7 separate regions of the Mus musculus genome follow, and regions 1, 2, 3, 5, 6 and 7 are each linked to region 4. The links are chromatin contacts, called in public ChIA-PET, Hi-C, HiChIP or PLAC-seq, capture Hi-C and promoter capture Hi-C maps. All regions are on one chromosome and are shown on one strand. Each heading gives the region's core, a stretch centred on a gene start, on an enhancer-like site or on the middle of the called end of the contact. The rest is flanking DNA. Distances are from core to core; before and after follow the strand shown. Region 1 holds the start of Zfp523 (zinc finger protein 523). Region 2 holds the start of Itpr3os (inositol 1,4,5-triphosphate receptor 3, opposite strand). Region 3 holds the start of Ppard (peroxisome proliferator activator receptor delta). Region 4 holds the start of Nudt3 (nudix (nucleotide diphosphate linked moiety X)-type motif 3). Region 5 holds the start of Def6 (differentially expressed in FDCP 6). Region 6 overlaps Itpr3 (inositol 1,4,5-triphosphate receptor 3). Region 7 holds the start of Itpr3 (inositol 1,4,5-triphosphate receptor 3).

Region 1 (3,676 bases), core at 775-3,274, 550 kb before region 4:
CTTGGGGGGATAAGAGGTCAAGGGTCATGAAGAGGGTGAGAAAAGTTACTTAGTCATGGGACAAGGAGAAGAAGCCCTTGAGGGTGATTAGATGGGCGAAGGTTGAATTTAAGAATTCCTGGAAAGCAAGGAGCAAGGGCCTGAGGAGAATTTGGAAAACCAGGAAGTCAGGATATGAGAGACAACCGAGTGGGTGGGTTTTCTAGCATGGTCAGTTCAAATGTATCAATTCCAGATTCCTTTATTTAAAGCAACTCTCAGGAAAAGGCAGGGAGGGAGTGGTGACAGAAAGAGCTAATAGGTCTGGCCTGTGAGAGGTCTAGTTAATCTATATAAATAAAGTTTGCCATACAGTAGTTTCTGGGGCAGGGGGATCATTACTAAGGGGCTGTGAAAAAGGTCCAAGTGAGAGGTAAGGCACTCATCAGAGATGGGGACAGGGATTCCAAGATGGCAGCAGTAGTGACTGGCGTGGGCCATATGCTTGGTGTCTGTGGCATCTCCAGCACCCAGTAGTTAGACCTTCACTAAAAACAACTGTTCTACCATAAAGGTAAAGGTTTCCTGTGAGGCAGAAGGGTCCTGAATGTTCTGCACCTGTTACCTCAGGCTTTAAATGCTTTGCCAAAAGTTCCCCAGCTGAAGGGCCAAGCTCATGATGTCAACTCAGTGGGAAGCTCTGTGCTGCACGGCTTTACAAACTGATAGAGTCCAATTGAGGGGGCAGAGTGTAGACAATCACAGGAATGAAGAAATACTGTTCGGTAAAGCCAGTAGACCCAGGTTGGGAGTGGGGGTGGGAGGGTGAGGTTACAAGGACTACATTTCTGAGGCAGCGTAGAAAAAAGTTCGCTATTTTTGTCTTGACTAAGAATTGCAGAATTTTAATAGAAAGAAACATTGGGGAATCACCAAACTCAATCTCATCACAGTTCTGATCAGAAACTCAAGTCCACCGTAAGGAAAGGACCTCCACCAAGGTTTCCAAAGCTCAACATGATAGAATTTGAACTTGAACCACACACTCAATCTAGAATCCTTTCCTGCCTCAAATGATACTTCATTTCCATTTACTCTTGATCACCACAACGGTGGCATGGCAGTGGGCATAAGTTATGTATGTGCTGATTGACACTGGAGGCTGGGGGCGGGGGGGGGGGTTAAAGAGGGATGTCAGGAGGGTGAGATGATCATGGTGTTACGGGGCGAAGATCACGAGTTATGTGGATGAGTGGGTGGGAAACAGCCCGAGTCTGGTTTGCAGAAGCCAGGAGAGGACTAAGGGGTGCCCACAGAGGGTAGTCTAGGGGGTCACTAGGGACTACGGGCCTCTTGGAAGCCATGTAATGATTGTATCAGCACTGAGACTGGAGGGTCCAGAAGCAGGGCTGGGGTTAGCACTCAATGAATTGGGGGTCGCCTTGTGAGGTCTGGGGGTCAGGAGTGTGTGTATGGGGTCAAGGAGGAGGAGGAGGGCGGGGTTTGGGAGTCCTGGGGGAGGAGTCTCAGGGCGGGATGGAGGGGCAGGGACCCTGGGTGGGGGTGGGGCCAGGCCGCCGTCCAGGGAGGCCCAGCCGCCAGGCCAGGGACCGAGGAGGGTGGGCACGACGGGCTCCGGACCTTCCCGGGGCCCCGCGTTCGCCCAGCCTCCCGCCTCGGGGCACGGTGGACCCACTCTTCCCGCGGCCACCAACCTGACAGCCCCCGAGGGCGACTCCGCCGACAGACCACCATGCACCGGGCCCTGCCACCAGCGCCGGCCCCGCAACCCGCCTGCGCCATAGCCCGCCCGCGCGCGGCTTGCCTCGCGCGATATCCAGGTTCCAGGGCGGCCGCACTTCCCTCTCGCTCCCGGCGCGGCCTCCGCCGGGCCCCGGAACCCGGATGACCAGCGCGGGGCCACGCTCCAGCCCGCCCCCCTCCGCCGCGGCGGCCGGCCTGCTTATCCCGGTTCCCGGGCCCCGGAGCCCAGGCCGCCGAGTCTCCTCAGGCGAGCCTCGGAGCTCCGCCTCGCTCTTCTCTCCGCTGGCCGCCGGGTGACGCGGCCTCGCCAGCCCGGGCGCCCGGGGAGGGCGTGATGACGTCACGACGCCGGGTGGAAGCCGCGGTCGCCATAGCAACGGGGGAAAAAATCGAGCGGCGGTGGGCTGCTCGGGAGGAAGCCATTGCAGGTATCTCTAGGTGGTTCCTGCAGAGGACGGTGACCAGACGCCTGGAGGGGATGGGACTCCGAGGGACAGTCCTCCCAGCGCCCTGTGCAACGGCGCCCCAAGGGATGGCGTCCCGACAGTCATCTCTGCTGGATGGTCCTCCCCCTGGGACTTCACCCTAAGGGACGCTTCTCTCCCGCTCTGTCAGAAGGTGAACTGGGGCTCAGCACCCTGAGGGACTTAGGGACGGTCCTCCCTGTGGACAGTCTCCGTGAGAGATGGTCCTTCTGCATGGACTGCACCCCGAGGGACAATCCTTCCTGCACTTTGTGGGAAGATGCCCGAGGGGTGGGGGTGGGGGGACAGCATTATGAAGGATGGAGCCCTGACAGTCCTTCCTGCGGGACAATTCTCCCTGCAGTACTGGCTTTTCCCATATGCCCTGGGGAACGTGAGTGTTTATGAGGGATGGTGCACCCATCCTGTCCCCTGAGGAAGGGCCCTGACGTTCCCCTCTGCTCGACTCATCTTCCTGAGGGATGATTCTCTCTGAAGGAAGGTTCCCTGACAACACTTGCTTCCTTCTACTGCCTTCCCTGAGAAATGACACTCTGATGGTCGACCCCTGAGGGACAACGCCCCGAGAGTCTTCTCAGGTTCTTGGGCGTTCATTCATTCCTCCATCAGCTCCCCAAAACCAACAGGTCCCCTTGATAGGGTAGCAGTGTGAGGAACAAAACCAAGTGCCCCCTTTCTTCTCTGTTTTTCCATAGTTTTGTCCTTTTTTTGGACTCAAACTGTGGATCCCAAGGTGGCCTTGAACTTGTGATCCTCCTGCCTCATCTTTACACCTGACACCTAACTTTAAAAGTTCTTTTTATTATCTCTCTTCCAAGCAGGGAGGAATTGTGGTTCAGGATATTTTCAGAAATTGAGAGAAAATAAGCTTCCAATTAAAAATAAGAAGATGAAGGGGGAGGAGCCTTGGCACGGGCATGTTAACCCCGAGGTCCCAGTGTGGTACTGGAATTTCCACCTGGTGCCCTAGTATATACCCAGTTAGAGCCAGCTCTGCCATCCTAGCACGACACACATGGGATCTTTCCAGGGTTTTATAGCACGGATTATTGGTTAGAAATACAGCAAGAAAGCCAGACACGGTGGTGTACAACTGTAATCCCCTGCACTGGGGAGGTGAAACCAGGAGGGTCAAGAGTTCACCATCAGGGCTGGCAAGAGTTTGATCCTTGGAACCCATATGGTGGGAAAAGAGAACCTGTTTCCCCCAGTTGTCCTCTGAACTCCAAAGACACATGGTAGCATGCTTACACACACACACACACAGACAGTGCTTGCTTATATACACTCACAAATGCACACACATACTCAATGAAAAAGTTCAGGATCACTTTTAGTTTTCTGGTGAGTTGAAAATACTAGAATTCCGAGTGACCTGGATGTCTGCTCAGCGCCACCACCCTTTACCATATGGGCAGATAGCTCTTCCTTGCAGATGGTATTCGGTT
Region 2 (3,689 bases), core at 770-3,269, 520 kb after region 4:
CTCCTCCCCCTCCTCCTCTTCTCCCTCTCCCTCCCCCTCCCTCCTCCCCTCTCCCTACTTCCTCTCATTGCCTAGGCCTTGTGTCCTCCTCTCACAGGGGGCTGTGAGTGGTGTCACATACTGAGGGAGCTGGGGGAATTCTGGGGAACCAATGCAAGGTGGTGTCAAAAACCAGCACATTGTGGGCACTTGCTAAATACCAGCCCTGATCATCAGGCATCTCACAGGAAGCTGTCAAAGAGACATGATGCCACAGTGAAGACACCCAGTGAGTGAGCCTGTAGGCCACACCTGGTTCAGAATGGTGAGCAAAGGTCGTGCATAGCTGACCACTCTCAAGCATCGCCCACAGTGCAAGAAATGAGTCAGGCCAGGAGGGTGGCAAAGGCAGCAGAGACTAGATCCCTGCCCTGCCCCACCCCCACCCCCAATAAGAAAGGCCTAAGTGAGGCCCAACATCCCTGTCAAGCTGTGAGAGACTAGATCCCCGTATGCCCGGGGCTCCAAGCAGGCCCAAGGCTGTGGGCCCCTCTCACCTGCTTGAAAGTGTGCATGGCTTCCTGGCGCTGGCTGAAGTGTTTGAAGAGCAGCTGCAGCGCACCGGAGACAAGAGACGGGTAGTCGTGCATGGTCAGGTGCAGCAGCACTCGCAGGAACATGCGGCCACCTTCATCGTCCACCTCCAGCATGCTGCTGGTCTTCCTGCCAGCACGGGTGGGCACAAGCGAAAGCCGTGAATGAGGGAGGGCAACTGCACCCAGGGTCCCACTGTGCAGGGAACCACTGCCCCAGATAGTCCTCAGCCGCCAAGCCCCGATGCAGGACCCCTTCATGTGGGATGGGAAGACGCTTGTTCCACAGTGAGGGAACCACGGAGCCTGAGGGCTGTCACCAGTAAAAACCAGACGCATTCACAGCAGCTCCGGTTTGTTAGTGGAAATTGTGAAATGCCATTTACACTTGCCACTAGCTGGAGTCGGGGTGCTAATTACACCCACCCTGCAGCTGCCATCTAATGTGCTAATAAAGAGCCCCATTTGTAGCAGGTTACTTCCGATGTATTTTCTTCAGGGGTTTGATAGCTATTTCAATGCACGGTTTCCCTGTGAGTTTGTGGGCTTTGTCTTACAGGATTTATTCAGTACTTCTCTGTTCTGGTTTATTCTTGAGACAATATCTCATGTAGCCCAAATCGGCCTCGAACTCTCAATGCAGCAAATGACCAGGTACCCTTGAACTCTGACCTTTCTGCCTCCCTCCAGTGCTGGGAGTAGCAGGTGGCCTCTGAGGTTCTGGAGAATCGAACCCAGGACTCATGAATGCTAGATAAGCTGTCTGCTGCCAACTAACCTACATCCCCACTGACCTACACCCCCAGCCCTCCCCAATGTCAAAATTCACAATGGGGTTCTGAGGAGAGACCCCCTGGGTGTGCTAGACACCCAGGAAAGCTGGACACTCCATGGCAGAGAAGAATCTTCCCCTCGGGCACAGAGGGCTGGTGGGGGAGGGACACCATACTACCACCCTCCTCTTCCATGTCTCCTGCTGTGAGACAGGGAACAGTTGCCAGGTCAGCTGCCCCAGCTCTGCTGAGCACAGAGGCACAGCTGCCCTGCACAAAGGTGGGGCAGGAGGAGGAGCATCTGGATTTACTCTCTACTATGAGGGCTGGGCAAGACAGGAAGGGCCAGTGCATGCGCTTGGTGAGGGGCTTCCGGGCGACACAGTGGAGGGCACGGCCAGCCTTCAGCCTTAGGAAACTCAGGTTGTCCAAAGACAGGGTGTGAGCCTTATGTTGACAGCCTGCCCCCAAACCCGGCCTCACCCTACTCCAAACATGGCCTCTGCCTGCTCTCCGATGCGGTCCAGATTCATGGTGGCAGCTGTGGGGAAGCAAGAGTGACAGAGAGATGGGGTAGCCAGAGACTCAAGCAGAGGATGCCCCAGCAAGCCCTCACCTGCCCGGCCTTTGTGAGGACACAGAGCCTCCAGGCTGAGAGCAGGGCAGGGAGCTCAGAAGCTCAGGAAGCTAGGCCCTGGCCAGCTCCTGGTAGGATGTGAGTTTACCCCAGCCCTGGCTTCCCTATGGACCCCATTCCCTGTTGAGGAAGGGTCCCCGCCCTGCTCCTCATGGTGGTGACCAGGGAGACAACAGACATGCTTTTTGGGCGTGGAAAGGACAGGTTAGGGCAGTGGAGTGGTGGCAGTAGATGCTAGGGGTCAAGGCTTACTGGAGGAATCAAAGGCAGGTGCCGTGCCGTCCGCCCCGCTGTCCTGCATGGGAAACACCTCCACAAACTCCTTCTTGAAGACCGACAACAGGTAGGAGATGCGGTAGTCTAAGCGTACGTTCAGGATGAACTAGACAAACAGAGGTGATGTGAAGAACAGTCTCCATCAGGAGCCCTGCTGCTCCAAGATGGGTGAAGGAACCCTTAAATGGGCTCTAGCATCCAGCCACTCAGGATGCTCCAAGGCATTGGAACAAAACAGAACAGTCAGTCCTCTCCCCCCCCCCCCCCCCCCCGGCTCCTGGCCCAGTGATGGTGGCTGGTGCTCCTCTCAGCATAGGCAGTGAGCCCTGCATCTGTGGTTGCCCACCTCCCCCCAACACACCCAGGCTAGACAGTAACAGGAAACGCATAGACTTCCCAGGTCAGCAGGCCAACCTGTCTTTATAGCTACCCTGCCAACAGCCCTCTCCGGGAAGGAAAACTGAGGTGCCTAGAGCCAGAGTTTAGGGACGCCCATAACTAACCTTTATCTTCACAGGACAAAAGTCTCACCTCTGACTTCCCCGTGGTAACTCTGTCACCCTCATGCCCTCTGGACCAATCCCTCTTCAGGATTCCCCCTCCCCCACTAATCCCTCTCCAGGAAGCCGCATGTCTGTGTAGGGCTCTGGTCCCTCCCCCAAGGAGTGTCAGTGGTGCTGCTCCAAGAACCATGAAGGTTGAGCTAGAGAATCTGGCAAAGCCCTGTGACCTTGTGACACCTGTCTTGGGACCTCCCACCCACCTGTCCAACACCTTGCAGCATCTCCAGGATCTCCAGCTGTGACCCTGTGACCCTCCCCGACCCCATACCTCCCACCCACCTGCCCAGCACCTGCAGAATCTCCAGCTGTGACCCCCCCACCCCACCCCAGGACCTCCCACCCATCTGCCCAGCACCTGCAGGATCTCCAAGATCTTTAGCTCTGACCCTAAGATCACCCACCCTGGACCTCCCACCCACCTGCCCAGCACCTGCAGGATCTCAAGCTGTGACCCTGTGACCCCAGCCCTGGAACCTCCTACCCACCTGCCCAGCACCTGCAGGATCTCGAGCTGTGACCCTGTGACCCCAGCCCCAGGACCTCCTACCCACCTGCCCAGCATCTGCAGGATCTCCAAGATCTTCAGCTCTGACCCTAAGATCACCCACCCTGGACCTCCCACCCACCTGCCCAGCACCTGCAGGATCTCGAGCTGTGACCCTGTGACCCCAGCCCCAGGACCTCCTACCCACCTGCCCAGCACCTGCAGGATCTCGAGCTGTGACTCTGTGACCCCGACCCTGGAACCTCCCACCCAGCTGACCAGCACCTGCAGTATCCCAGGATCTCAGCTGTGACCCTGTGACCCCCACCCCCACCCCGGGACCTCCCACCCACCTGACCAGCACCTGCAGAATCTCCAGGATCT
Region 3 (3,640 bases), core at 1,032-3,531, 610 kb before region 4:
TCCACTCTCCTGTCATCCCCACATCTAGTGCTCCATATAGGGGCCTTAGGGATCAGACGAGAGGAGGCTCACTCAACCCCAGGCCAGCCACAGTCCTAATGCTTTCGTGGAAAACGGTCAGTGCACACAAAGATCACAAAACTGTAAGACCTGGTCAAGCTGGTTCAGTTGGCTCCCTGCTGTGGCTCCAGAAGGTGGCCTGTTCTATGGCCAATTCTGGCTCAAAGACAGAGAGTGTGATCCTCAAAAGAGGAGACCTAGAAACCTGGTGCCAACGGAACCCTGGGCTCCCGCTTCTGAAGTTAGAGTGGGTCAGACTTCCAGAGCCTTCAAAGATAAATATATGTTCTCTCCTGAGGATGACTCCAGGGACCCAAGGCAAACAAAGAGGCTCAACTCTGCATACAACTGAGCTGTGCCTGGAAGCAGACAGCCCAAGTTCCTTTGCAAGGCCTCACTGGTGCAATCCCTCGACCTGCCCAGGCAGATACCAAGGCAATACCCCAGACCACACCTGGGCAAAGGGAAGAAACGTCAGCTGCCTCTCCCAGCCTCAGTAAATACAGATGCCCAGGAAACGGAAGGAAAAAGGGCACCGAGGAACCATGCCCAGTGACCAACACAAGAGGCACATTCCGTCAGTGAAAGACAGGAGGTAAACTCAGTCGCTGGACCAAGACCCCAAGATTAAGGGAACAGATGCCCAACAGCCCCAGGGCTAGCAGGCCCACAATCCATTGAAAAACTAAAACGGGAATGTATTCTGGGGCTGGTGAAGTGGCTCAGGACGTAAAGGTGGTTGTCATCATACCTTAATGACCCGAGTCTATTTCCAGGAACCACAATATCGAATGAGAGAGCCACCTCCCAACTCCAGTAAGCTGTGCTCTGACCTACACCCCACCCCACATCCACACCCCACAGAAATAAATAAATGTAACTTGTAAGCAAACATTCTAGAGCCAGTACAGGGAGGAAAAACCAAGTTTAAAACCAAGGGCAGGGCTGGTGAGATGGCTCAGTGGGTAAGAGGTACCCGACTGCTCTTCCAAAGGTCCGGAGTTCAAATCCCAGCAACCACATGGTGGCTCACAACCATCCGTAACGAGATCTGACACCCTCTTCTGGTGTGTCTGAAGACAGCTACAGTGTACTTACATATAATAAATAAATCTTTAAAAAAAAAAAAAAAAAAAACCAAGGGCATAGCTTCTGCTCTTAGCTGTATGGAAAAGGGCAGTGCGTGGAAGGCACCGTATCATGGTTTAAATACATTCCATAATATCCCAAATGAGTCCTGTTTCCTGAAAGGGTGAAAAGAGTTATATGAAGCCTCTGGCTACCCCTGGCACACACCCAACTCAGAGCCGTCTCCCCCAAGGGTTCCTGGAAGTCAACAGACTCATAAAGGGGAAGTATTATAAAGCTGAGATTACGAGGGCCTACCAACTGGCCATCCCTCCCAATACAACACCCAGTGAAACCTGTGACCCGAACAAATCTGGTCAAGCTGGCGCTCAACACCCCACTCCCAGCTCAACTGAAGGTGAAACGGAAGCCTATCGTGCACCTCTGGGTTCTCCTCAAGCAGAGGCATAAAAAAAAAAAAAAAAAAAACTAGAAGCGAGGCAGTCGGGTGACAGGAGGTGAAAAGGACAGGAGATGAGAGCTGAGCCTAAGTGGGGCCTCTGCCGGTAGCCAGGATAGAAGGGGCTCGGATAAACCGGACTGGCTCACAACATCCTAAAGAAGATGGGGAGGGATAGGGCAACCCGAAAACGGGTCAGAGAGGAGGAGAGCACTGACCGACAGGGCAAGGATGGAAGGCTATCGAGGGAGGCAGGAAGGATCTCCAAGGAGGGCCTGGGTAGCGGGACAGCAAGGGAGGCGCTCAGAAAGGGGGTCAGAAGGGAGGTGACATGGGGTTCTTTGGAATTGAGAGGAGATGAAGCCACGGGGCTTTAGAGGGATCAGGGTGGGTGGGAGGAGGGAGGGAGGCCGGCTCCGAGCAACCACAGGGGTCCCTGCGGTGGAGACCCCAGCGGTGGCTCCTCAGCGCGCAAGCCGAGCATAGACGAGCCGCAGAGGCGCGGAAAGCGGCTCTCGGAGCCCCTGACCCCACCATCCACCTCAGCCCGGGCCGCGCTGGCCTCTCCCGATCCGCACGGACCTGTCCCGGCCGCCTCTCGCGCCGCTGCCGCCGTCCCGCAGGCTCCGCAGAATCCCCCAGCTCCTGCCAAAACTTTTCCCATTAATCCCCAGGTCCGCCGCGGCCTGCGGCGTCACACGCTCCCAGCCCCGGCGCCGCCCCCAGCCCCGTGATGTCACCGCGCCGCTGGCTCCCTCCCCCACAACTAAGCACTCGCCCCCGCCCCCTTCCGCCATAGCAGTAGCCAATCGCCGCGCCGCCTGGAGCCACTCCTTTGACAGCCATCGCTCCGCCCACTGCACAGCTGCCCTGGCGCGTCTGCAGCGCCCTCTGCAGTCAGACGTGGGAGCAGCAGCTGAGGAAAGCGCTGGGGAGAAGTTAGGGCTGGTCAAAGCAAGCCTCACGAAACGATATTTAAAGCTTTAAAGCGCGGAAAGAAGGTGGAGGTCATCTAATACAACCTCCTCACTCTTCCTGAGAAGAAACTAGGCATAGACTTGTGTGGTTTGAAGCAAGAAGCAAAGCTAAGGGCGGTGGGGGAAGGAATAGAGGCAAACTGTAATTTTCAGAGGCGCTTGGGAGAGGCATATGGTGGGAGACTTGGGAATGAAAATACAGACGCATACGTTTTACAAAATATCTATTTTTATATGTCAGAGTGTTTTGTCTGCATGTCTGTCTCTGCACCATGTGCGTTCAGTGCCTGCAGAGTCTGGAAGAAGGCGTTGGATCCCCTGGAAGTGGAGTTACAATGGAGAACTTCCATGTAGATGCTGGGAAGCGAGCCTCTTCAAGAGTAGCAAGCGCGATCTTCACCACTGAAGCATCTCTTCAGCACCCCCAATTTTTTAACTGGTGGCTAGTTCAATGGCTCAACGGGTCATCGCTTTGTCTCCAAGCCTGAAGACTTGAGTTCAGTCCCTGGGACTGCCTCCTGAAGGTTATCTTCCAATCTCTACACACCGCATGTGCACTTTCATATACACCCACACAAGAAAAAAGAAAGATCTGGAAGGCATGATGGCACTCTAACTCCAGCACTCAGGAGGTAGAGGACCCGTTTGAGGTCATTTTTAGCAATGGAGAAAGTTTTGGGCCAGCCTGTGCTTATAGGCCTTGTGAAGCCAAATAGAAAACAAATTTTAAAAGAACTTTTCTCCCACTTGAGATTTCTGTCGCTGGATGTCAGGGACCAGACAAGACAAGAACTCTGTACCTGGGCTTGCCTGTCACCCCAACTCATCATATACCACAGAGAGTATGTAGCCAGAAGGCAATCTGTCACTGGCTGGTTTCATCATCCTAGAATGAACAAAACTTGGCTGGCAGGAAAGTCAGCAGGCACCTCCCTCCTCCACACCGCCATTAAAGGTCACCTCTGCCCGGTCTGGCACTCCTTACAGTGCATCCTTAGCTCGCTGGATTGGAGAACCCCACACCACTTTTTTTCTGCTTTGTTTTCGAGTGTGTGTGTCTGTGTGTGTGTGTGTG
Region 4 (4,002 bases), core at 1,146-3,645:
GTTGGGTGGGATCTCCTTTGGTTACCACTCCCTAAATCTCTTTATCTCCTTCCTTAGTAATTTTTTTACCCAGTTGGCTTAGAGTGTAGCTGCTTTTGTTCCTTTAGATTCGTGAGGCTCCTCATGTAATTCCCTTTGCATAGTTGAGAAATTATATATTTTTAAGTCTTGTATTTAGAGCTCTTTCCCGTAGCCTTAAGGGCTGTCCTGAAGGCCCCACTGTTTACTATTTTGTTAAGACATAGCCACACCCTCAACTCCCGGGCTTGTGCTGTTTCTAATTATCATGGAGTCATTAACGTTAGCAGGGAGGACATCCCTTGGAAGGAAAGAGTCTTCCACTGCTAGTACTGGTTCCAGAAAATATGCATGTTATTACACAGATAAGCCTTAAGTCCACAGCAGTCATTGACATTCATGAAGGCTCACACCGGGGCCCTGTCCCAGGGGCAGGAACCCTGTCACTTTGTCCCCACCAAGGTTACACCAGGCTCAGCAAGGGACTAAGAAGGGTCCTGGGTAAAGCAACATTTATGGAAGCTATAAATCAAATGGGACTCTCAAATTCTGAAGAGTATCCACAAGAAGCATCAATAGGCATAATTCTAGTTTGTTATGTCTGTCTGTGTGCAGTGCCTACAGAATCCAGGTGTTGAGACTGGAGTTACAGGTGGTGGGGAGCCACCTCATATGGGTACTAAGGACCAGACTGGGATCTTCTTCAAGACTAGTAAGTGTTCTTAACTGCTGAGCCCCTTTGGGACGGGGTTTCATGTAGCCTAGGCTAACCTCAAACTTGCTGTGTAACCACAGATGGCCTTGAATTCTTGATTTTCCTGCCTCTGTCTCCACAGTGCTTGGATTACTGCCATTGCCTAGTTAATTTGGAATCTAGAGTTTCATACAAACTAGGCAAATTTCAGTTTTAAATTGTATTTAGCTATTACTGATAACGCCCAGTGCTTTCTGCTTCCTGGACACTTGGACATTTTCAGGCGCTCCTATCCCTGAGGCACCTTTTCAGCCAGACTTTTTACATTTTTACTTTATTGGTGTTTTGGCTGTATATATATCTGTGTGAAGGAGCCAACAGACAGTTGTGAGCTACTCTGTATGGTACCATGTGAACTACCATATACTGGGAATTGAATCAGGGTCCTCTGGAAGAACAGCCAGTGTTCTTAATCACTGAGCCATCCCTCCAGCCCCTTCATTTAGTTTTTAAAGAAGTTAGAATATGTGTGGACACATATGTCATAGAGCACATGTAGCGGTGAAGCTTGTGGGAGTTGGTTCTCTCCTTTCGCTATGTGTGCCAGGGATCTAGCTCAGGTGGTCAGGCTCCATGGCCAGTGCCCTTTTAAACTGACACATCTCTTGGGCCCCTCTAGATTATTAATGAAGTATACTACATACAAGATGATTAAAACAGGTAACGGGGACCCGTCAGATATCCCAGAAAGGTCATTTGCAGCCAGGCCTGACCACTTAAATTCAGTCTCCTGGTCCTCTGTGGTGGGAGAAAATGGATTCGTTTAAGTTGCCCTCTGACCTCACAGAAGCAATCATGGCGCACACACCTGTCCCCACAAACGTACGCTGTGCGCTTTGGGATTTATTTATAAATCTTGAATATCTTGACAGAATTTTCTAAACGTTTAGCACACGGTAATGGTGCCCGTTTTGTTGCAGGAACGCTGTAGCCCACTTTCACGTCCTCTAAGAGGGTCATCCCAGTGTTATAGTCACGGCCAGAAACCATATTTCATGATTTACGTACGTGTGCTGTGCACACTCTTACAGTCTCTCCCTTTCTGCTCCTGTTTAAGAGGATGGCGTTCTCTCTTTTCTTTCCTTCCTTTTTTATTTTCTTTTTTGCAGTGCTGAGGTTCGAACCCAGTCCCTCAAGCATGTCGCCAGGCAAGTGGCAGCTTTTGCCTTTTTTGCACAAATGGCTGCAGGACGCACATATGTCCAGACAGCTACCAACTGACCGCAAAGAGCAGCCCCGCCCCGCCCCACTCCTGATCCCCAGCAGCTAAGGTTGACAGTCTGCGGCGAGGGACAGCAGAGCGGCGCTGTCACTCTCCCTGTCATCTGAGCGGCGCGACCTTGGATCGGGCTGGGCCGCTCAGCCGGTGACCTTGGGCGGGCCCCTGCTCTCTGCCCAGCGGCGCCCGGGACCGTGGGGTCGCGGGTGGTGCCCACGCGCCGCGCCTCACCCGGCTTCCGCCATCCCCAGCCCTACGCTGTCTGCGTAGCAGCCGCGCCAGCTTCCGCGGCCTTCAGTGCAGACGCTCTCCCGCGCCGGGCGCGATTCCGGAACGCCGTCCGCGCTGCGCACGCGCGGCCGTCCGGCGAGCCCGCGTGCCTTACGCAGCTGACGCAGCGCGTCCAAAATGGCGGCGCGGTCGTCGTCGGGGGCGGCGGCGGTAGAGGGGGCGGTGGCGGTGGCGACGGCGGCCGTGACGGCGGCGCAGGGCCTGGGCCGGGGGCAATGAGGCTGTCCCGCCGCGGAGCCGTGTAGCGGACACACAGACCCTCCTCCCCGCCCTCTCGATCGAGCCTGGGGCGCGCGCGCGCGCGGCCGCCCGCCTGCAGCAGGCTCCCCTTCCCTGGACTCCGAGGCCCCGCACGGCACCCCCCACCCGGGCCCGGAGGATGATGAAGCTCAAGTCGAACCAGACCCGCACCTACGACGGCGACGGCTACAAGAAGCGGGCCGCGTGCCTGTGCTTCCGCAGCGAGAGCGAGGAGGAGGTGAGGCGCCCTGCCGGGGGTCGGCGGCGCCCGACGGGGTTTCCTGGGGAGAAGGGGGGGTGGGGAGCGGAGTGGAGAGGGCCCGGGGCAGCGGGATGCCATCCCGCGGCGGGCCGTCGGGGGTTGGCCGCCGTTCGCCCGGGGCAGTGGCTAGGCAGCTCGGCGCTCGGCACACGTGCATGGGGCGCAGGCCGGCCTTTGTGGCGGAGCGGAGGGCCGCTCCCTCCCTCCCTCCCTCCCCGCAGGGTTGCTGCTGGCCGAGGGGAGGTGGCTGCGGGCGAGCACTGGCAGCGACAAGCCGGGGCCAGCCGTTCGATTCTAACGTTGAGCTGCTGAGTCCGTATGGTTGGAGCCTGAAAAGAAAGGGCACTGGACACGGTTGTCGTCGAGGTTGTTATTCATATTGACCGGAACACTTCACGACCATCAAAAGCTGTATTTATGAAGATCTCTGTCCCGACGTTTCTCTGCTGTGCCCAATAGGATGAGTCGTAGGGTAAGCTAGGATAATAGAACGTTTTAGAGTCTTGTTCCTTTTTCCTTAAGGAACTTAAAAAAAAATTTTTTTTTCGGCTTCACAAAGCCGTTTCTGTGGTGATGAAGCGAGATTCATGAAAGGCGCGTGGTTTGTAAATCCACAAAGAATAGCTGCTTTGGAAATTCATAAAATGCCTGTGGGGACACATTGCTGTCGTGTGTGTGCATGGTGGTAAGATGGCAGTTCGCTTGAAAACAATGAAGGGCAGTGAAACTGAGTATGTTTTATCCCGGCCCTCGGCGGTGGGCTGGGGTGGCAAGCCTGCAGTACGGTGCATCGTGTTGAAATGGGCGACAGGAACTTGACCCGTTAGTTATGAAAGGCTCTGATGAAAGGGAGGATGGACTACCAGGAATCACTGTCCGGTAGATACTCAGGAGGAGGAAGAGGAGGAGGAGGAGGGGGAATTTAAATGAAATGACGGCCTGAAGAAAATCCGTGAAAGCATTCTTTGTGCTGTTGAGGGATTGCAAAACAGGAGTTTTGGAAATGTATACTTTGTTACTTTCCTTCATTACCAAAGGTCCCCGAAAGACGCGCTTTGTAAGTAAGCAAGGTCAAGTTTTAAATGATGCGCTGGCTTTGGAATACGTGAGGTAAAACTGTCTATGGTGAAGGCTGTTCTAGAAGCTTTGTTTTCTTCATTATCATATGGGAAGTCAGATGGGATCTGGGCTGTTAGCGGGAGGAAAAGGAATTAGCAT
Region 5 (4,099 bases), core at 1,583-4,082, 580 kb before region 4:
GAAATCCTGTCTCAAACAACAACAACAACAACAACCACCACCTAACTAACTAAACAAAAATTTTAAAATCATAACAAAACAAACGAAACCAAAAAAGCAAATAAGAGACTTCATAGAAGAAATCTTGTAGCCGGGCGTGGTGGCACACGCCTTTAATCCTAGCACTCGGGAGGCAGAGGCAGGTGGATTTCTGAGTTCGAGGCCAGCCTGGTCTACAGAATGAGTTCCAGGACAGCCAGGGCCACACAGAGAAACCCTGTCTGGAAAAACCAAAAAAAAAAAAAAAAAAAAAAAAAAAAATCTTGTTTCTCCCGCACCCAGCCCTGCCCCCCCCCCAAAAAACCTCCCTCCCTCTCTGTCCTCTACATTCGTTTTTCTTCTTCTTCTTCTTCTTCTTCTTCTTCTTCTTCTTCTTCTTCTCCTTCTTTCTCCTTCTCCTCCTTCTTTCTCCTCCTCCTCCTCCTTCTTCTTCTCCTTCTTCTTTTTTCTTTTCTTTTCTTTTTTTTTTTTTTTTTTTTTTTTGAGACAATCCCTGGAGTGTCGTGCTTCAACCTCAAGTCCTGGGATCACAGGTGTGCCACCACATCCAGGTGTGTCCCACCTGGGCTTTTCTCAGCCCAGCCCCTCCCCCTCCCCCTCTGGCCCCCCCCAGGATGCACCAGGCCAACCAAAGCAGCCCTCCATAAGCATTCGGAGGGGAGAAGAGGCAACTCAGACTCAGTGTGATCTGGGGTTGGGGGGGTTATACAGTTTCCTGCCTGTCCCCATCAGAGGCCACCAAGGCTGTGAACCATATTCTTAAAACCAGCTAAGCCCGAGCCCTCACCCCCTACATCCACAGGAGACTGGGTGTACCCTGCTAGCCTATCTCTGTCCTCTGCTTCTTCCTCCACCTTCTGACCACTTCTCCATTCCTCCTCTCTGACTCTCCCCACCTCCAGCAATGTCATTACTTCCCTCCCGGCCCAGCATCCACCACATTGGCCCAGGTTGGGGGGGGGGGACCCTTCCCTCACATGCAAGGGTCCTGACATTTCTGCCTCTCATTCACATGGCCCCAAAACTCTCAGTGTTAGTTTGAGAGTGGACAGGTTTCCTGTGAGGCAGATGTGAGTGACATTTACTGTTTCTGGCCAGAGATGTCACTACAAGAGGGCTCGATTCGAGCAGGGAGGAGCACAGTTTAAGGGTATATGCGCTCAGAGGTTCTTCCCCAGAAATTCCCAACCTGTGGGCATTGGGGAGTGGGAGTGGGGCAGGAAGGGGCTGGTCAGAAGCTAACGGGGGGGGGGGCTCTAATTGGGAGGCCTTTCTAACTGATGACACCAAGGGCTGCACACTATGCACACAAGGCACACAGAGAGCCTGGAGAGGGGTCAGAAGTCACAGAGATGGAACATAGTATCTTGGGAGCAAGAAGCCATGTGGTGGAGTACTAAAGAGACAGGGTTTGGGGGAAGGTGTGTGTGTGGGGGGGGGGGGCACAGTTTCTACAGGATTGGTGTCTGGATGACCTGTTTTTCTTTCTGGGCAGAACTCAACTCGGTGACGAGAGCTGGGCAGACATGGGAAGGGCTAACCTTGCCTCTCTAGGGAACCAGAGGTGGTACTGGACTCTCTTTCCTGGGGCAGTAGAACCTTAGTCATTAGATGCTCAGAAAGCCAGCTCAGCTGGGTAGATGGAGCTGGCTAGAGCTTCTAAGTTCATAGGACCCAGCTTCAGCAATGTCGGAGTTGAGACAGAGGTGGGCCATGCCTGTTCTGTGCCATCTGCCTCCCAGGGTTCCTATCATGGTTGTGAACAGTGGAAATTGTAAATACCCAGATCTTGAGGGGCGAGTGGGAGGCAGACACAGCCTCCTGTGGTGCTCCAGGTAAAGTATTTACAGAGAGTGACTGGATCCCTAGCAGGGTTGAGGCTACTCTGACACTTGGCCCAACACTCCCTGGCTCCAGCAGCCTAGACTTCTGCTGGTTTCTCCTACATTCTCCCCTGGGAAGAAGACACCTACCCAGGAAGGAGAGAGCTCCTTCCGCTCCTTGGAACTGTCCAGGCCTAATGGTTTTAAGATGATGGGGGTGAGTAGAGTGTGTGTGTGTGTGTGTGTGTGTGTGTGTGTGGTCACGGAAGAGGTTTTCTCAGACCCGGCTTCCCCGACACCCTCAGCCCGAGGTCTTATAAGATAAATCTCCCAACCTGTTCTGTTCCTGCGCTGATAGGTGGCCCACATTACCGCTTGCTTCAAGTCGCCAGCTTGCTTTGCAAATGGAGGAGGCTCTCAGAGCCAAGGGCAAGCACTAACTGTTTTTCTTCAAAGCCATGAGGAAGCCACAGGGAGGAGCAGGGTACGTGCCCAAGCATGACGCTGGGGAACCCACAAGGAGCCCGGGAAGGGGCCTGGCTACTCAATCTCGGAACCTCGTGATGCCACCTCTACTGTCTGTCCAGTCAGGGTACTTGGTTCTAGACAGTGGCTTCTGGTGGCATGAGCCCTCTGGGGAGCATCCACTGAGCTACGCTGCCTTTGTGGCCCCGTCAGCGCTCCACCCGGGGCCAGGGCTGCTGGATGGCAAGGTGTCTGCCAGTAGCAAAGGCTTCCGTGGCTGACTCTCTGGGGTGGGAGCTGGCACGTTGAGTCAGCCTCCCCTGAGCCCCAAGGATGCCACTCACCTTGAGTTGGGACTTGGAGACCTTGCCGCTCTTCTCCACGTCCAGTGCAGTGAAGGCGTACCAGATAGACTTGAGCAGCTCCTTGCGCAGGGCCATGGCTGAGGCGCCCGCCCCGGCCCAGGGGCGGCTCTGACACCAAGATCCGGTTTCAGGAAATGCAAACGGCTGCAGACCGCAGAGAGGCCCTGGTGCAGAGCGGAGCGAGAGCTCCACCTGCCTGTTCCCTCTTGCTTCCAGGGCCTAGCCAGCTGCTCTCGCCACGCTCTGCTTCCAGGGCTGACCCTCCCAGAGCTGGAGCCCTCCTTTGGGCCCTGGCTCCCTCAGCACAGATAGTCACTTTAGAAGCCTGCTTGCCTCAGGATCTTCCCAGGCTCCCAGTGGTAGCTCTAGAGAGAGGAAGCAGGCCCTTCCAGACTTGGAGGGACACAGGATCAGGAGTCAAGCTTACCAAGTGGAAGCGATTGGATGAGTTAGCCCCAACAGTCTACTCTTAGTACGTTCCTACCTCACAGAGCTGTGTGGGTGCCTGAGACTGGACAGAAAGAAAACTGTAGGCCCTGTAGGCCCGGGACAGGATATTTCTTTAGAGCCACCCAGCAGAAGCTCAGTGCAGAGTTCTACCCAAGCAAAAGCAACCCAGCGGAGGAAGGACAGAGCCAGCTGCTTCTCCGCTTCTCCACGACAGGGTGCCTTGGCAGTTTGGTTTGCTGTTTCCCCCTCCCCGGGCCTTGGCTCTAAAAGAAACTTCAGAATACTGCCCACTTTGTACTTGATGGCTTTCAAGACACCAGAGCCTGTATTTAGGCACACAGGGTGACCTTGACAGTGGGGCTCACGTCAGAAATCCAGTCAGGGGCAGGGCAGGCCATGGGCAGAGCCCTCTTCAGCAGCCTCCACTTCTTCAGATGCAATGCCCACACAGATCATGGTGGCCATTAAATTTCAATGAAGTCAGTGGAAGCTAATTCTGGAGTTGTGCTCCACCCATCCACCTACTCACTCACAGGGGCATATACCCAGCCCCTCCACTTGCTCCTCACTTGGAGTTCTAAAACCTTGGGATGAGTTTGAGACCACCTAGGCTATGAAGAACAGTTCTGTCTCAAAAACAAACTATAAAAAAGCCCAGAAGGGGGGAGGGAGGAAGGGAGGGGAGAGAGAGAGAGGAAGAGAGAGAGAGAGAGGAAGAAGGAGGAGGAGGAGGAAGAGGAGGAAGAAGAAGAGGAGGAGAGGGGGAAGAGGAAGAGAGGAGGAGGAAGAGGAGGAGGAAGAAGAGGAGGAGGAGAGGAAGAGGAGGAGGAGGAGAGAAAAGATCCCAGCTGAGCAACAGCAAATGAGGGCTTCCTTAGGTGTCCCAGGAGAGGATAATCTTATGCACTTGGTCCCTGATTTCCTGGCTCTGTCAGCAGGAAGGGGCTGGGGGCTCAT
Region 6 (3,867 bases), core at 233-2,732, 550 kb after region 4:
GGGAACTGAGCTCAGCGCCCATCAAGAGGTAAGCCAGTGAATAGACTTGCAACGGACACTCTACAGTAATTAGGGTCCAGCCACAGGCAGCAGGGGTAATTCTCACAGGACAGCATGACAGGACAATGATTCTACACACAGGCTATCTCTGTAACACAGGTCAAAACCGCCCTCATGTTCCTGGCTCTGTCCCTAGGTCAGAATGGCAACAAGCAGTTTAAACCAGGACCCTGAATGACAGAACCAACTTCTCCTGTGTGTGTATGCACGCGCATGTGTGTCTGTATATGTCTATGTTTGTGTCTCTGTGTGTGTGCTTGTCTGCTTGTCTGCATGTGTGCATACTGGTGTGTGTATCTGCATGTATGTCTGTTTGTGTGTCTGTGTGTATATCTGTGTCTCTGTGTCTGAATGTGTGTCTGTACGCCTGTGTGTATCTGTGTGTGTCTGTGTATGTGTCTGTGTGTCTTGTGTTTGCCTGTGTGTTTATCTGTGTGTATCTGTGTGTGTGTGTGTGTGTGTGTGTATCTGTATGTTTGTGTGTTGTCTGTCTGTCTGTGTTTTCACCTGCACATGTGGCAGCCAGAAGCTAATTTCCGGTGTCTTCCTTGATCCCTCTCCTTTTTGGTTTTTGGTTGGGTTTGGTTTTTCAGACTCGGTCTCACTGTGCAGCTCTGGCTGGTCTAGAACTTGCTATGTAGACCAGGAAATCCGGAGCTCCGCCTACCTCTGCCTTCAGTGCTGGGATTAAAAGCGTGTAGAGCCCATGGTCCACTGATCTTAACTACCTGACCACCAGGATTACAGACATGAGTCACCTCACCTGGCTCCAAAGTATGTTTTTGTTTGTTTTTGTGACACAGCTCCCTGCAAACTAGGCAAGAGCTCTACCACAGAGCTCCTCCACCAGAGCTTGGGGAGCACTCTGGAAGAGCAGGGGTAAATGCTGGAGGAAGAGCACCCCTCTATGGAAGCAGAGGAAGGCAACCTCATGCTCCTCCTCTCACTGGTCTGAGCCATAAGATGACCTCAACCCACTGAGTCCAGGTGTCTGTGCCTGAAGGAGTGCGCTCTGAGCTTCCTGAACGTCCCCTAATGCAAGGCTGCCGAGCCCTCCCCCACCGGTGCCCCCTCCCTCACGGGAGGAAAAGGGGAATGGGCTAAGGAAGGGAGGTACCACGTGGATCAACACCCGTAGCACAGAGTGGGCACCAGGGGGCTGAGCTGGTAGACGGCACCTCTAGCACCAGCAGCCTGGGCATCCCTTGCCAAGACTGGAAAGAATTCCCTGGACAAGCTGAGGCTTGGGGTGATGCAAGCGGTGGCTGGAGCTGAAAGAACACACGAGGAGCCAAAGCAGACGGGGCTTTACCGGTCCCACTGAAGAACCTAGAAGTCAGCAGGGACCTGGGTGGGAGCTCAAAGGGCACAGTGAACAATGAGCTGTGGGCAACAAGAGTCCTCTGCGGTGACAGGTCTCACCCCAAGACGGGAGGGCAGAACACCCGGGGCTCCCTGAACAGTCTGATAACCACCTGACAACTTCTAAATGTCTGCCTCGACACCCCCCCACACACACACACACATCCCACAGCGGTGCTAAAACCACAAATGGCAGGCCTCAGGCAAGTGAGGTGTTTCAGTCTCAGGTTGGAGCCCTGAGTCTGGTCCTGAGTTCTAATGCCGAGACTTGCACCTGCCCTCTGGGAGCTGCGGAGAACAGACCCTGTCCAAGACCAGAATCCTTCGGGCTCAGCAGGACCAAGTGGAGCCTGGGTCCCTGCCATGCTCGGCTGTACAGGCCAAGCCAGGGACGCCAGGAGGATCTCAGGAGTCCCTGTTCCCAAGCCCTGGGAAGTGACAGAGATGGAGGTGTGGGAAAGAAACCAGGCAAGGGGGTGTTTGTTCTTCTAAGTGGCCTTCTTGTTGTCAAAAGCTGGCCCCAGATTGTCTGCTGGAAGCCAAGGGCGTATCTTCCCCTACCGCACCCACTTCTCTGTCACCTTCCTGTCACTCCATAGGCCGATGACGGTACACACCTCTGTGCACAGTCCTTCCCTGTGCTGGCAGCAGCCAGGGGCCCCAGGGGACCTTCATTTTTTTCTGCTCTCTCCCACATTCCTCTCTCTTTTCTTCTTCCTCCCTCCCTCCCTTCCTTTCCCCACTTGCCCAAAGAGCTAGGAGACTGAAATTGCCAATAAAACCAGAAACACAAAAAGCCAGACTAAAATCCTGTCCCTGCAGAGCCAATGTTCTAGTAAGGGACACAAATGACAAACCAGAACACCAGAGGCTGGGTAGCTCAGCGGGCGACAGAGCTTAACTTACAAGCCTGGCTGGAGTTCAATCCCCAGACCAGAAGAGAAAGATTCCCTGAAAGTCATCCCCAGACCTCCACACGTGCCCTGTGACCTGCAGTGACGCCCATACACGGTAAAAAAATGTCAGCACCGGGATGCATCAGAAGTTCAGAACCATCTCGGCTTCGCAGTTAAATCTGAACTCACCCAGCTAAAAGCCTGAGAGAAATGGGCTTTGAGAGAGAAGGAGAAGTGAGTTACACAGAACACAGAGCATGCTGGGCTCAACTGATGCAGAAAACTAAACAGAAGAGGAACAGAAGTCAGAGAAAGCCACACCAGAGCCAGGGACCTTGAGCCAGGAGGAAGCTGAGCATAGTGAGAGGTGGGGGCAAGCAGGGCAGAGGGGACAGACAGCAAGTGAGGGGGTGAGGGCTGGCTCGTCACTAAGTGGAGGAGGCTGGTGTAGCCGGAGGGAGAGTGGACAATGTAGAACCAGGTATGACTGTAGTCGGGGCAGAGGAAGGCTGGTGGGGGTAGGGGGGAGGGCTCAAGGCTCACTCCCACACAGCTGCTGAGGCACACTTCAACCCAGGACATCGACTTAGACAAAGCCCTGACACAGCAGTGCAGTGATAGACACATGCGTGGGGGAAGAACTGCCTCGGGGCCCTCTGCAGGCCAGGGTCTCCAGGAGCAAGCAGCCAAAGGATGGAGTCCACCCCTGGCCAGAAGAGCAACTGCTCTGCAGACCCGGTGGCGTCACACTGGCGTGTTCCTGCCTGCTCGCACCACGCCCAGGCACCAGCTGTCTGGCGCATGGCAGCCTCAGCCCTTTAGGTAATCCACTGCTTGGCCCAAGAACAACCAGGTGATCCCTGTGTCCAACCCTGCCACTGCCAGGGCTGTGTTGCCTTCTACCATGGAGGATAGGAGGCCCCTTGAGGGACAACACTTGACCAGGCCACAGAATGAAGCCATGCTTGGGCCCTGGGGTTTTACCCAGGAGGAGACACACACACACACACACACACACACACACACACACACACACACACACCGCCAGAGGCAGGTGGATATTCAGAGTTGGCGAACACCTTTAATCCCAGCACTCGGGAGGCAGAGGCAGGCGGATTTCTGAGTTCGAGGCCAGCCTGGTCTACAAAGTGAGCTCCAGGACAGCCAGGGCTAAAAGTCCAGTCCCTTCACCTCACACATGGGGAAACTGAGGCACAGGAAAGAGTTCTCCTTTGAGCCTCTGAGGCCTAAGCAATTGTCTTTCCCAGCTTCTTTATTCCCTTTGAGAGAGAGAGAGAGAGAGAGAGAGAGACAGACAGACAGACAGACAGACAGACAAAGAAAACCCTGTAGACTTGTAAGGGTGAGTGGCAGGGAATTCGGGAAAGATTGGGCCCCTGGCCAGAAGTGGGTGTGCCAGGAAAGGGGGTGTGGTCTTGGATGGAAAAGCAGAAATGTACCACACTGAGTCAATGCAGTTGGGGTCGACACGGATCACAGAGGATGGTCTCAGGCAGACTGGTGTCAACAGACCTGGTACTAGGACCCT
Region 7 (3,564 bases), core at 255-2,754, 570 kb after region 4:
GATGCTTGGAGAAGAGAGGGATGCTGGAACTCCCATCTCAGCCTCCTCAGGCAGAGAGGCCCTGGAGGTTTCTCCTCCCTACAGCACATTGAATTTCAACCACCAAGAGGAGAGAGCAAGGGAGCCAGGAGCCTCCCACCTGCAGGGCTAACTTTGAAAGAATTCCTGACACACTTCCAAAGCCCCCAGAGAGGAGTCACCCTGCCAGCAGCTGGATGGTGCTGACAACGTGAGATACCAGAACATTAGCCACTACCACCCCACCTGCCCGAAAATGGGACAGAAAGACCAGATCCGGGCTTGTGCGCTTCCTCCATCCCTGCAGCAACGAGGTGCTCAGGGTCTATCCAAAAAGATACTGGGATTCTAACCTCTCCCAGCTACCGGCCTGGCACCAGCATGGGATGGAATCAATTCCCTGCTTATCCAGCCCAGACCCCGGGGGGTGACAGCCAGAATTAATTAATGTTTGTAAAGTGCTCTAGAGAACCTGGGACCAGGGACCCAGGGGCGCCAGAGTAGCTACACAGGAAATTGACAAGGAGGGGGTGGCGGTGAGAGGGGGGCCAGCTGGCCAAGACCTGGACTGCCTGGACAGGGAGGGTAAAGAAAACACTCTGAAGAGGAGATGGGGCACAAGGAGAGTGAAAAGATGCTACCTCTCCAAATAAATAAATTAAATGATTAATTAAATAATTAAATAAACCGATTCAAGATGGGGCTATAGAGGTGAGTGCCAGGCTTCAGGCTGAGCCAACCCTAGCACCCCACCCCGAATCCCAAACAAGAACACCCAGGCCCTCTCCAACTCAGGCCCCAGCCACCTGCATAACCCGAGGACCACTTGCAGAGGAAGTCCGAACCCCTCAGCCATGAGTTAAGAAAAAGAGTGTGCCAGAAGTGGCGGGCTTCGTGGGCGCTGACGCCTTCTAGAACTCCCCAGGGCACCCGACTACTACCTGAGCAAACAACGCACTTCCTTTCTCTAAGAGAGGGGTGCCAGCGTCCCTTCGCTTCTGGAGACTGGGCTGTCCAAGCAAGCCTCTATCAAGGGCTCAGGGGACTGAACATTGGCAAACAAGCAGCTGGTACCGTGGTCCCGATGCCCCTCTCTTTGCCCTAGGCTCACTCACCCCAAAGTGCTGATGAAGCCATTGACAGAGCCCTCGGCGTACAGGGACACAATGTCCCCGATGTGAAGAAAGCTGGACATTTCATTCATGGCTTCGGCCCTCCGGGGCTCGAGGCGACGAGGTCGCCCTGAAGCGAGCTGCCAGGCTCGGTGCAGAGGACTGAGGCGCGCTGGGCGGAGAGGGGCGCAGTGCCACCTCGCAGCCCGGCGACCCGGACGATCGGGACGGCAGGAGTAGGCTGACTGCCACCAGAGAGCGAGGAGGCGCGGCGCGACCCGGGTCCGGGTGAGGAGGTGCCTGCGTCTCTGCGCGCTCGCAGCCCTCCAGCCCGGCCGGGCCCGCGCGTACCTGCAGCCTGGAAGGAGCAGGAAGTCTGGGGCCGCCACACACATGCAAATCCCGCCTGGGAGGCGGGGAGGCCACACCCCACCCCGCCCCCGCCGCGGCTCCCACGTGCACCCGCGCCCCAGGCTCGGCCTCTTCTACACCGCGCGCGTGCACGCCTGCACCCCCTAAAGCGCCCAGCTTGCCACCGGACGACCCCCAGGCTCTAGGGCGTTCTCTAGACGGCTTGTCCACCAGCACCGCGCTGCACTTCGGGGCTCTCCACCCTCGGAGATCCCCAGCTCGCCTAGCCTGCGGCCCACGCGTGGCTGAGCACACCGGGAACTTGGCCACGGTCACCCTGCGGCAACCGCGCCCAGCTGAGAACCGTCTTGCGCCTGGATGCGCGCTCAAGCCCTTAGCGTTGCAAATCAGGATTCATTTCTCTCAACATGAAAAGTCTTTTCATTGCACAATAGAAAGTGCTTTGACTTGGAGGGGAAATGAAGCAATGGGGTGGGTTTGGGTTTTTTTTTGTTTTTTGTTTTTTAATTGTCCTTGTTGGGGTTTCTCTCTCTCACTCTCTTTCTCCCCACATTCCTGTGTACAAAGAGATCCAACTTCCGAATCAGTTCAGCCGCTCCCTCTCCAGGAGGAATTGGCTCCAGTTTCTCTTGGCTCCTTCTGTCTTTGCTTTAAAATAAATAAATAATACTGGGAGGGGGAGAGCATTACCTCCTCTAGTTAATAGTGCACCCCAGCGCCCACTGAAACAAGTTCTCGTAGCGGGCCCTTGCTCACAAAGTTCAGCCCTCAAACTCATCGCCAAGTTGACTACTTTCTGTTCTGCGCCACGGAGGCTGGGCGTTTGCTTCCTCCTAGAGCTTTGGTTTGAACTCCTGAGATAAGAATGCGCCACCACCACCCCCTTTGGTCACGTTTGCTCCCTCCCACCCAGCCCCCCTTATTTCCTGAGGGGCGGGGATGGGGGCGTTTGTCCCTGGGAGAAAAGGAGGAGGGGACTGGAGACAGAAGCAGGAAGAGACCCAGGAGGGGTGGAGACAGCCGCCAGCCGTGAGACAGCTGCTGACCTGCACCGAGAGTTCTTGAGTGCAGGGGATTTTTACCAAGACCCTTAGAACTGGTGGTAGTGGTTAGCCAAGCCTTTAATGGGGAAGTAGAGGCAGGAGGACTGGGAGTTAAAGGTCGCATAGTAAGTTCGAGGTTTACCTAGGGCACGTGAGAGTCTGCCTCAAATAAATGTAAGAATGGGCTGGAGAGATGGCTGAGTGGTTAAGAGCATTGCCTACACTTCCAGAGGATCCAAGTTCAATTCCCACCACCCACATGGCAACTCACAACTGTCTGTAACTCCAGTTCCAGGAGGTCTGATGGTCTCACACAGATATACATGCAGGTAAAACATCAATGCACATAAAATAAAAATTAATTAATTAATTTAAAAAATCAAAACAGGGGCTGGTGAGATGGCTCAGTGGGTAAGAGCACCCGACTGCTCTTCCAAAGGTCCGGAGTTCAAATCCCAGCAACCACATGGTGGCTCACAACCATCTGTAACAAGATCTGACGCCCTCTTCTGGAGTGTCTGAAGACAGCTACAGTGTACTTACATATAATAAATAAATAAATCTTTTAAAAAAAGGGCCTGAAGAGGTGGCTCAGCAGTTAAGAGCACTGGCTTCTCTTCCAGAGAGCAGGGATTTGATTCCCAGCACCCACGTGGCAGCTCACAAGCATCTGTAATTCCTCTGCAGGCACTGGGGACATTCCTGGTGCCAGATATACAAGCAAGCAAAGCACCCACACACATAAAATAAATAAACCAAAGTCCTTAAAGACCCCCAAGAACATGGATCAAGTGAACTCCTACCAACTGAGTGACATCCCCAACCCTAAAAAAAATGTATAGTCCTCCTTTGCTCTCAATAGCTGTGATAAAACACCATTATCAAGAAGCGATCTGGGAGCCGGGCGTGGTGGTGCACGCCTTTAATCCCAGCACTTGGGAGGCGGAGGCAGAGGCAGGAGGATTTCTGAGTTCAAGGCCAGCCTGGTCTACAAAGTGAGTTCCAGGACAGCCAGGGCT

What was found. Promoter capture Hi-C pulls out the DNA fragments that hold promoters and counts their contacts. A called contact is a pair of places that touch in the nucleus more often than the background predicts. ChIA-PET counts read pairs in DNA pulled down with a chosen protein or histone mark. HiChIP or PLAC-seq counts read pairs in DNA pulled down with a chosen protein or histone mark. Capture Hi-C pulls out chosen DNA fragments and counts their contacts.
Region 1: a contact with region 4 is called in an H3K4me3 HiChIP or PLAC-seq map of embryonic stem cells, with 8 read pairs. The contact joins the promoter of Zfp523 here to the promoter of Nudt3 in region 4. A contact is called at or near these places in 2 of 39 promoter capture datasets (the HPC-7 cell line and embryonic stem cells), 1 of 484 Hi-C or Micro-C datasets (CD4 T cells), 6 of 115 datasets of contacts at active chromatin or transcription factors (the 230-238 cell line, the SCID.adh cell line, embryonic hindbrain and 3 more) and 2 of 9 other capture datasets (embryonic stem cells and liver).
Region 2: a contact with region 4 is called in a capture Hi-C map of embryonic stem cells, with 2.8 times the contacts expected there. The contact joins the promoter of Itpr3os here to the promoter of Nudt3 in region 4. A contact is called at or near these places in 2 of 39 promoter capture datasets (the C10 cell line and the HPC-7 cell line), 1 of 15 datasets of contacts at CTCF or cohesin (the NIH/3T3 cell line), 7 of 115 datasets of contacts at active chromatin or transcription factors (differentiating embryonic stem cells, embryonic forebrain, embryonic hindbrain and 4 more) and 2 of 9 other capture datasets (adipose tissue and embryonic stem cells).
Region 3: a contact with region 4 is called in a promoter capture Hi-C map of fetal liver, with 2.2 times the contacts expected there. The contact joins the promoter of Ppard here to the promoter of Nudt3 in region 4. A contact is called at or near these places in 3 of 39 promoter capture datasets (fetal liver, pre-B cells and stem cell-derived epiblast-like cells) and 3 of 115 datasets of contacts at active chromatin or transcription factors (large pre-B cells, memory CD8 T cells and pancreatic cancer cells).
Region 5: a contact with region 4 is called in an RNA polymerase II ChIA-PET map of memory CD8 T cells, with 15 read pairs. The contact joins the promoter of Def6 here to the promoter of Nudt3 in region 4. A contact is called at or near these places in 4 of 115 datasets of contacts at active chromatin or transcription factors (bone marrow-derived macrophages, embryonic stem cells, memory CD8 T cells and 1 more).
Region 6: an RNA polymerase II ChIA-PET map of memory CD8 T cells shows a contact between it and region 4, with 15 read pairs. The contact joins the enhancer-like site here to the promoter of Nudt3 in region 4. A contact is called at or near these places in 5 of 39 promoter capture datasets (the C10 cell line, the HPC-7 cell line, embryonic stem cells and 2 more), 1 of 15 datasets of contacts at CTCF or cohesin (the NIH/3T3 cell line), 1 of 484 Hi-C or Micro-C datasets (the G1E-ER4 cell line), 8 of 115 datasets of contacts at active chromatin or transcription factors (effector CD8 T cells, embryonic forebrain, embryonic hindbrain and 5 more) and 1 of 9 other capture datasets (adipose tissue).
Region 7: a contact with region 4 is called in a Hi-C map of B cells, with 19 read pairs. The contact joins the promoter of Itpr3 here to the promoter of Nudt3 in region 4. A contact is called at or near these places in 4 of 39 promoter capture datasets (embryonic stem cells, hippocampal neurons and second pharyngeal arch cranial neural crest), 1 of 15 datasets of contacts at CTCF or cohesin (large pre-B cells), 5 of 484 Hi-C or Micro-C datasets (B cells, the G1E-ER4 cell line, LSK cells and 1 more), 15 of 115 datasets of contacts at active chromatin or transcription factors (the 230-238 cell line, T-cell acute lymphoblastic leukemia, bone marrow-derived macrophages and 11 more) and 4 of 9 other capture datasets (adipose tissue, liver, macrophages and 1 more).

Annotation. Positions count from the first base shown.
Region 1 is chr17:28,175,544-28,179,219 of GRCm38.p6, reverse strand. It overlaps Zfp523 (zinc finger protein 523), which reads right to left and starts at 2,024. Exons shown (of 14, transcript NM_001357995.1): 1 at 1,695-2,024.
Region 2 is chr17:27,099,780-27,103,468 of GRCm38.p6, reverse strand. It overlaps Itpr3os (inositol 1,4,5-triphosphate receptor 3, opposite strand), which reads left to right and starts at 2,019. Exons shown (of 2, transcript NR_168269.1): 1 at 2,019-2,325; 2 at 3,315-3,689. Itpr3 (inositol 1,4,5-triphosphate receptor 3) reads right to left here. Exons shown (of 58, transcript NM_080553.3): 22 at 3,670-3,689; 23 at 2,235-2,364; 24 at 1,829-1,886; 25 at 537-702.
Region 3 is chr17:28,231,395-28,235,034 of GRCm38.p6, reverse strand. It overlaps Ppard (peroxisome proliferator activator receptor delta), which reads right to left and starts at 2,281. Exons shown (of 8, transcript NM_011145.3): 1 at 2,171-2,281.
Region 4 is chr17:27,621,845-27,625,846 of GRCm38.p6, reverse strand. Nudt3 (nudix (nucleotide diphosphate linked moiety X)-type motif 3) reads left to right here and starts at 2,395. Exons shown (of 5, transcript NM_019837.2): 1 at 2,395-2,760. The coding sequence starts at 2,662.
Region 5 is chr17:28,206,511-28,210,609 of GRCm38.p6, reverse strand. Def6 (differentially expressed in FDCP 6) reads right to left here and starts at 2,832. Exons shown (of 11, transcript NM_027185.3): 1 at 2,672-2,832. The coding sequence starts at 2,767.
Region 6 is chr17:27,073,211-27,077,077 of GRCm38.p6, reverse strand. The region is part of intron 2 of Itpr3 (inositol 1,4,5-triphosphate receptor 3); the gene reads right to left. Among named protein-coding and RNA genes, the nearest start is that of Mir7677, 16 kb to the left of the region's middle. Within about 2 kb of position 1,482, at least 74 of the 459 cell types and tissues checked have an H3K27ac peak or open chromatin away from gene starts, as enhancers often do. A contact at or near this core is called in the G1E-ER4 cell line, the HPC-7 cell line, effector CD8 T cells and 2 more, where this site is marked.
Region 7 is chr17:27,055,244-27,058,807 of GRCm38.p6, reverse strand. It overlaps Itpr3 (inositol 1,4,5-triphosphate receptor 3), which reads right to left and starts at 1,504. Exons shown (of 58, transcript NM_080553.3): 1 at 1,134-1,504. The coding sequence starts at 1,222.